Regions from separate parts of the Drosophila melanogaster genome. Here region 2 is linked to region 1. Evidence: chromatin contacts called from public Hi-C data. All regions are on one chromosome and are shown on one strand. Each heading gives the region's core, a stretch centred on a gene start, on an enhancer-like site or on the middle of the called end of the contact. The rest is flanking DNA. Distances are from core to core; before and after follow the strand shown.

Region 1 (2,788 bases), core at 262-2,761:
TTCTACTGGGAGTCAGTGGCTGCATCTCGATCAGGGCTTGGGCCTGACTCAAAATAGTCAGATCAGTAAGCATGTGATTCATGCTCGATTTCACTGCAGTGGCCTCCACTTGGGTCAGTGGCAAATAAAGCGATTTACCGCCGTTGATGGTCTCCATATATTTGGATCGGTATCGATTGAGTATGGGCAGGCTCACACACACATCCAGCAGGGTATCCACTCCGTTTTGCTCCTGGAAGTACTCCACATTGGCCGCCAGGATTTGTTCCTGAAAGAAGTAAGCTTTTAATATTGCGTATCTCGTTTTTAAGAAAATATAAATTTGCTCATAGCTAATAGTTATACACAACTTCTAAATTGATCGAGTAGGATAAATATTTTCATTAGATAGAATATTGCATTTTAGTTTAGTTGTGTAATATATCCGTACCTACTCAATTCAAGAGTAATTTATAATAATAACAGACAAATATGACCGATCTTAGGGAAGCTATTAAAACAGGAGTTTAAGTTATTTGCTCACAGTGCAGTCGGTGACCTCCTCGCTGAGTGGAACCCAAGTCATCTTGCCGGGCTCTAAAGGAGCAATCAGTTGCTGCAGAATAACCGAGGACAGGTCCGACCGGGATCGCTTAATCTCCGACTTGGGCGACTCCTTGTCGTTGCTGGCCCCACTTCCGGAGGAACTGCTGCTGGGCATAATGCTCTTGGTGGTCGACTCGGGATGTTTGCAGCTTTTAAGAACATTAGCCACCGCATTGTAGTCGAACATGGATGACGACGCTGATGCTGGGCACTCCCGGCCCTCGCAGAGCATCTTGAGGGCGCCCAGGAGCCACTTGGTCTCGTAGACGGACACCCTGGGCAGTCTATAGATAATAAACCGGATAAGCACGGCGGTGGCATCGTGCAACTGACAAATCTGCGTCTGGCAAACTGAAAAGCACCAAGATGATAAATGTAGCGAACGCGAATTGGCGCAAGTGAATCACTCGATTCTTGGCCAAACATTTCTTTGTTTTGTTTTCATTTGGCGAAAAATCATTAGGGTGCACTTACTTGTCTTGATTTGCATAAGTTTGTCCGCCGCCAGGGCCGCAAAGGCCGTGTAAAACTGCGTGAAATTGCTTTCCTCCTCGAAAAAGTCATGTTCGCTATGCAAATATCGGAATAGAGCGTTGTTAGTTCTCGATATTAAAGAATTTTCAAAGCTTTTTGCTATTTCGTCACCGGAGCGGCCATATTTAATTTTGCAAGTCACTTTTTGCACTAGCAGAAAATTTTTCACTACGCCATTCGGTAGGCGAAAAGTTCTAGATGATCGTTTGTACTTACCATCGCGTGATAGCTTTGAGCAAATTAACAACTTCGTTCTTGTTTAAGGCTCCTGTACGGTTAAGTATCAGGGCTTTAACAACGGAATTCCAATCCGTTCCGCCGCTGTGGGCCGACATTATTGTTTAAATAATCTCGTCAATTTGCCCGATAGTACTGAGTACTCGGCCTACTGTGTGGCCAGATTTCATTAACGGTAAAATGCCGTGCGAGCAGGGATACCACACAGCTTTAATCATTATTCCAATCAGCTGTTTTAAAAATACATAAAAAAGTAGTGAATAACCAATATATGAAAAAAACTGTACACTGCACAAAATATATATATATATATATATATAACTATAATATTTTAAACGTATTTGGACAAGCTAATAAATGTTTTGTTTATTCGTCTAAAATATGTAAAGCAAACTAGTGATGCTAGCTTTAAAATAATGATTATTTAATTATTAAATATTAGTGACATATGTATATTTTTTTTGTTTAAATTATCTTCTAAACATCTTAATCGGCTGCAGGCTCATCCGGTGGCTCCAGCTTGACGTCGGCGGATCAGGATCGATGTAGTCCCGCCACCGCCGGCGACATATGCACGTTCGGACCAACCTGTTGGCTACCCGGTCCACTGCCCATACCGCCCATAAGAGTCACATGCTTCCTATAGTTGGTGAACTGCTCCAGGTATTGTTTCACGGTGTCCATTGGCTCAAAGATGTCGTTGTGCTTGGCATGCAGCTGCTGTTGCCCCATTGCCGTCATTATTGTCTGTGGAGCGAAATAGGAGGGAAAGTCCTTATTCACAGCAATGCCGAGGAATCCCTGCAGCATTTCGCGTATCATTTCCCAGCAGTAGGCCAGAATCACGCATGACTTGTACTCGATTTCGATGAGGATGCCCTTGAAGTGCTCCATCATGGTGACGGAACCGAGTTTGATAACAAAGTCACCATACTCGAAACGAGCGCCACGGGACTCGATTTTGGTCTGCTTTTTGGAGGTGAAGGTGTTGGTCATCTTGAGCATGAGCAGATCGAAGATATTGTCGGCGACAATGGCCACTTGTTTGCCGGTGCCATTGTCGATGATCGAGAACGTGGAGGCGGGATACTCGGAGTTGTGCAGGACGTGGACTGCGCGTCCAGGTGCTCCATTGTGCGGCTGTGGCGTCGAGATGAACGTTTCGCAGTCCACCAGAAATTGACCGGCATGTGTGGCGCCCAGGGCGAGCAGACGCTTGCTCAGCTGATCGATTATGTGGGCACCCGATTTGCCTTCGGGTAAGGGATACGGTTGAAGGATAGTTACTCCCATAGTTTATGCAATAATGTCAGCTTTTTAGTTTTATTAATTTTGTTTACAAGTCTTGCAAGCTAAAAGCGTCCAGTGTGACCAGTGCTGACTTTTTAGTCATGAGAAAAGTTAGACAAATAAAAATACCAAACCGGCATAC
Region 2 (2,910 bases), core at 353-2,852, about 11 Mb after region 1:
GCGTTTCTGCTGACATGGTGATATAATTGACCTACAAAGGCGCTGCAAATGAGTAGTGATAACATTTTCAAAAACCTTTGGAATAGCCGACAATTTAGAGATTCCTCTGTAAAATCCATTTCCGACTTAATTTTGAATGCATTTTTGTTTAGTATTATTTTAAACTTTCAACACCTAAACACTTTTGTCTAAATAATTAAATAATATTGGCAAATTTACCTAATCAACAGGGCCAGCCATGTTGCAGGTATACAAATATCTGAACTACTATTGCATTGCACACTTATGGCTTTGCCAACCCACCCCCGAAACCTTAGTGCATATCTACCTCCAGTGCTGTTCCTGGCCGACCTTCGTCGCTGCTCGGTGACGCGAATGGTTTCCTGCTCCTCGCTGTCCAGGCTGGATAGGCTGACGCTCTTGTTGGTGCAGTCGCCAGCGCCGCTGCCATCGTCCACGGCTGTCCAGGATTTCCGGCGGTCTGTGTGAAGAAACTGGCACTGCTGCGGTGCCGTGGAAGACCACATGGCGTAGTTGGAGCCACCGGACGCGGGACCCGTGCCCGTCCCCGTAAGATCGGGCAGCGAAGTACTCAGTATAGCTGCGCTGAGCAGTCCATGATTGGCCAAGCTGCCGTCCTGCATGTGCTGGCTAGGCGAGGAGGAGTTCTTCATCTGGACGACCGTTTCGCGGATGTTCTGCAGCTGGCTCAGCGTGTCCTCGAATATGTTGTTGTACTTGGAGGCCAGGGCGGGACTGTGTGGCGTCACATTTATGGTGGGTATCATGTTGTTGTTATTGATGGTGTTGCTGGCAGGATTAGATGCTGGTGGCGGAGCAATGGGGGCGCGCGCTGGACCAGGAACGGGTGCGTTTATTACGGGTATGCAATAGTTCTGGCTTTCGATGGAGGCGCCTCGGTTGGTAGAGCCACCATTAACCAGCGCTTCCGAGGACTCGCTGCAGTTGGAGTTCAGAAAATCGGTGACCACATCATTGTCGCTGTCCTCGCCCGCGTTGTCCATAATAGGGTCTACTGAATTCTCTGCGTTTTGGGCCAATTTCCTTTGTTTAGCGACTGTGTTCTATTTTACAGCTGGCTGCCTAGAAAAAGAAAGTTTCAGTATACAACGCACACACACTCAACCGCGACGGGCACCATACATGCATATATGTGTGTACATACGTACATATACACTTGTGTATGCACTTGCTTTTTGCTATTTATTGATTTTCCCGCCACCCCCGAAAACACCTTGTTGCGCGACGTAAATTGTTGCGCCTTTTTCGAAGGACGTCACTTGTCCTTGCACCAACAACAACCACAATAACAGCAGCCACACAACAGCAGTGGAAGCAACAACAGCAACAACAACGGCAGCTCAGCAGCATCAACAGCAGTGCGTGGGCGAGGGGAATGCGTGAGTTTTAAACGATAAATTCGAACGGGTGCTTCGCGTGCGGGAAAGGGAATACTGGCCGTTGCACTTAACCGAAAACTAAACGGAATCTTAAGCTAGTGAGATTTCTGCCAGCGTTTTAAAATTTAAATGCGATTCGAGCTGGGGTTGGAACTTATATCGATGCTTACCCGATACTATCGCCAGCAGTCGGGCAGTGTGACCATGACGGCGGCACACTTTACATTTAACAGCGCTGTCGCTAACATAACCAGTGCTGAAAAGAAGCGCCCAACCATTCCGATTCCGATTAACAACACTACATTTGAATTCAAATTTAATCCTAACTATGTAACGGAAATCAAAATATAATTAAAACAGAAGAACTTTTGTCTTTATTCGACGAACATTTATTGAAAGTAAAATGATGGCCGTGCGATACAGTACAGGGCTACAGTTACGCTACAGTTACAATTGAATCGCAAGAATGGCGTTACTAGTTGGTAAACGCGTGACTGTGCGCCTGGAATGTGCATTAGTTAGTAGGTAGTAATATGTATTAGTATCACTCTGAAGCAACCGGCAATCCGAATCGCTCTAGCCCATGGTGGTGGCCAGGTGCTTGTTGGTGGCCACGGATCCGGATCCTCCGCCGCCGCCTCCTCCTCCTCCTCCTCCTCCGCCGACAGGACCCTCGTTTGTCACGCACGTGGGAATGGCACTGGACCACTTGCCGTTCTTAAGGCACTTGAGCACCTTGGAGCCGCGCAGATCCAGTCCGGCATCGCAAGTGAACGTGATGCTCTCGCCGATGGCGTAGTAGAACTTGACGGAGGACATCCTGCCGCTGATGACGGTGCCCGGATACGAGCAGGCCTGCACGCACTTGGGCAGCCCGCCAGACCACCTGGCATTATCCTGGCAGGCAATGATCGGCTGGCCCTGCATCATGTACTCGGGATTGCAATTGAACTGGACCACGTCGCCGGCACGATAAGGTGCTGAGCCCTGGGCGTAACCATTTTGCGGCGCCCCCGGATTGTCGCACTGCACCTCGACGCAGGTGGGCAGCGGCGCTGACCACTCGCCCGTCGGATTGCAGATCGCCTCCGCCGGACCACGCAGCCCGTAACCGGAGGCGCACGAGAAGGCCGCCCGGCCGCCCACCTCGCGCGACAGCACGGACACACGGGGCGAGCTCGCGTTGCTGCCCATTCCCAGCGGGATGTCGCCGCACTCGACGCTCTCGCAGACCGGCAACGGTGCGCTCCAATTGCCACTCGGTAGGCAGAACAGCTCCGAGGCGCCAATCAAGGAGTTCCCGTTAGCGCAGGACAGCAGCGCCCGCGTGCTCAGCTTAGTATCGTTGGTGTTCACGATCAGGCCGCGTCGCATCGGTATCTCCGGGCAGTTGATGGCCCGCACCACCACCTCCACGGTGTGCTCATGCCGAGCTGGGGTCATGCACGAATAGAACCCGGAGTCGTCGCTGGCCGCATCCACAATGCTC

Evidence for each region. A called contact is a pair of places that touch in the nucleus more often than the background predicts.
Region 2: a Hi-C map of the Kc167 cell line shows a contact between it and region 1, with 5 times the contacts expected there. The contact joins the promoter of cyst here to the promoter of poe in region 1. A contact is called at or near these places in 5 of 107 Hi-C or Micro-C datasets (the Kc167 cell line, the S2 cell line, larval brain and 1 more).

The regions. Positions count from the first base shown.
Region 1 is chr2L:8,070,113-8,072,900 of dm6, forward strand. It overlaps poe (purity of essence), which reads right to left and starts at 1,512. Exons shown (of 13, transcript NM_057638.4): 1 at 1,336-1,512; 2 at 1,060-1,154; 3 at 524-936; 4 at 1-268. The coding sequence starts at 1,454. It overlaps MED20 (Mediator complex subunit 20), which reads right to left and starts at 2,736. Exons shown (of 1, transcript NM_079924.3): 1 at 1,700-2,736. The coding sequence starts at 2,649. The coding sequence ends at 1,891. Trf (TBP-related factor) reads left to right here and starts at 2,783. Exons shown (of 2, transcript NM_057591.4): 1 at 2,783-2,788.
Region 2 is chr2L:19,507,162-19,510,071 of dm6, forward strand. cyst (cysts) reads right to left here and starts at 1,603. Exons shown (of 2, transcript NM_165305.5): 1 at 329-1,603. The coding sequence starts at 1,025. It overlaps Hasp (Hig-anchoring scaffold protein), which reads right to left. Exons shown (of 17, transcript NM_136134.7): 17 at 1,792-2,910. The coding sequence ends at 1,998.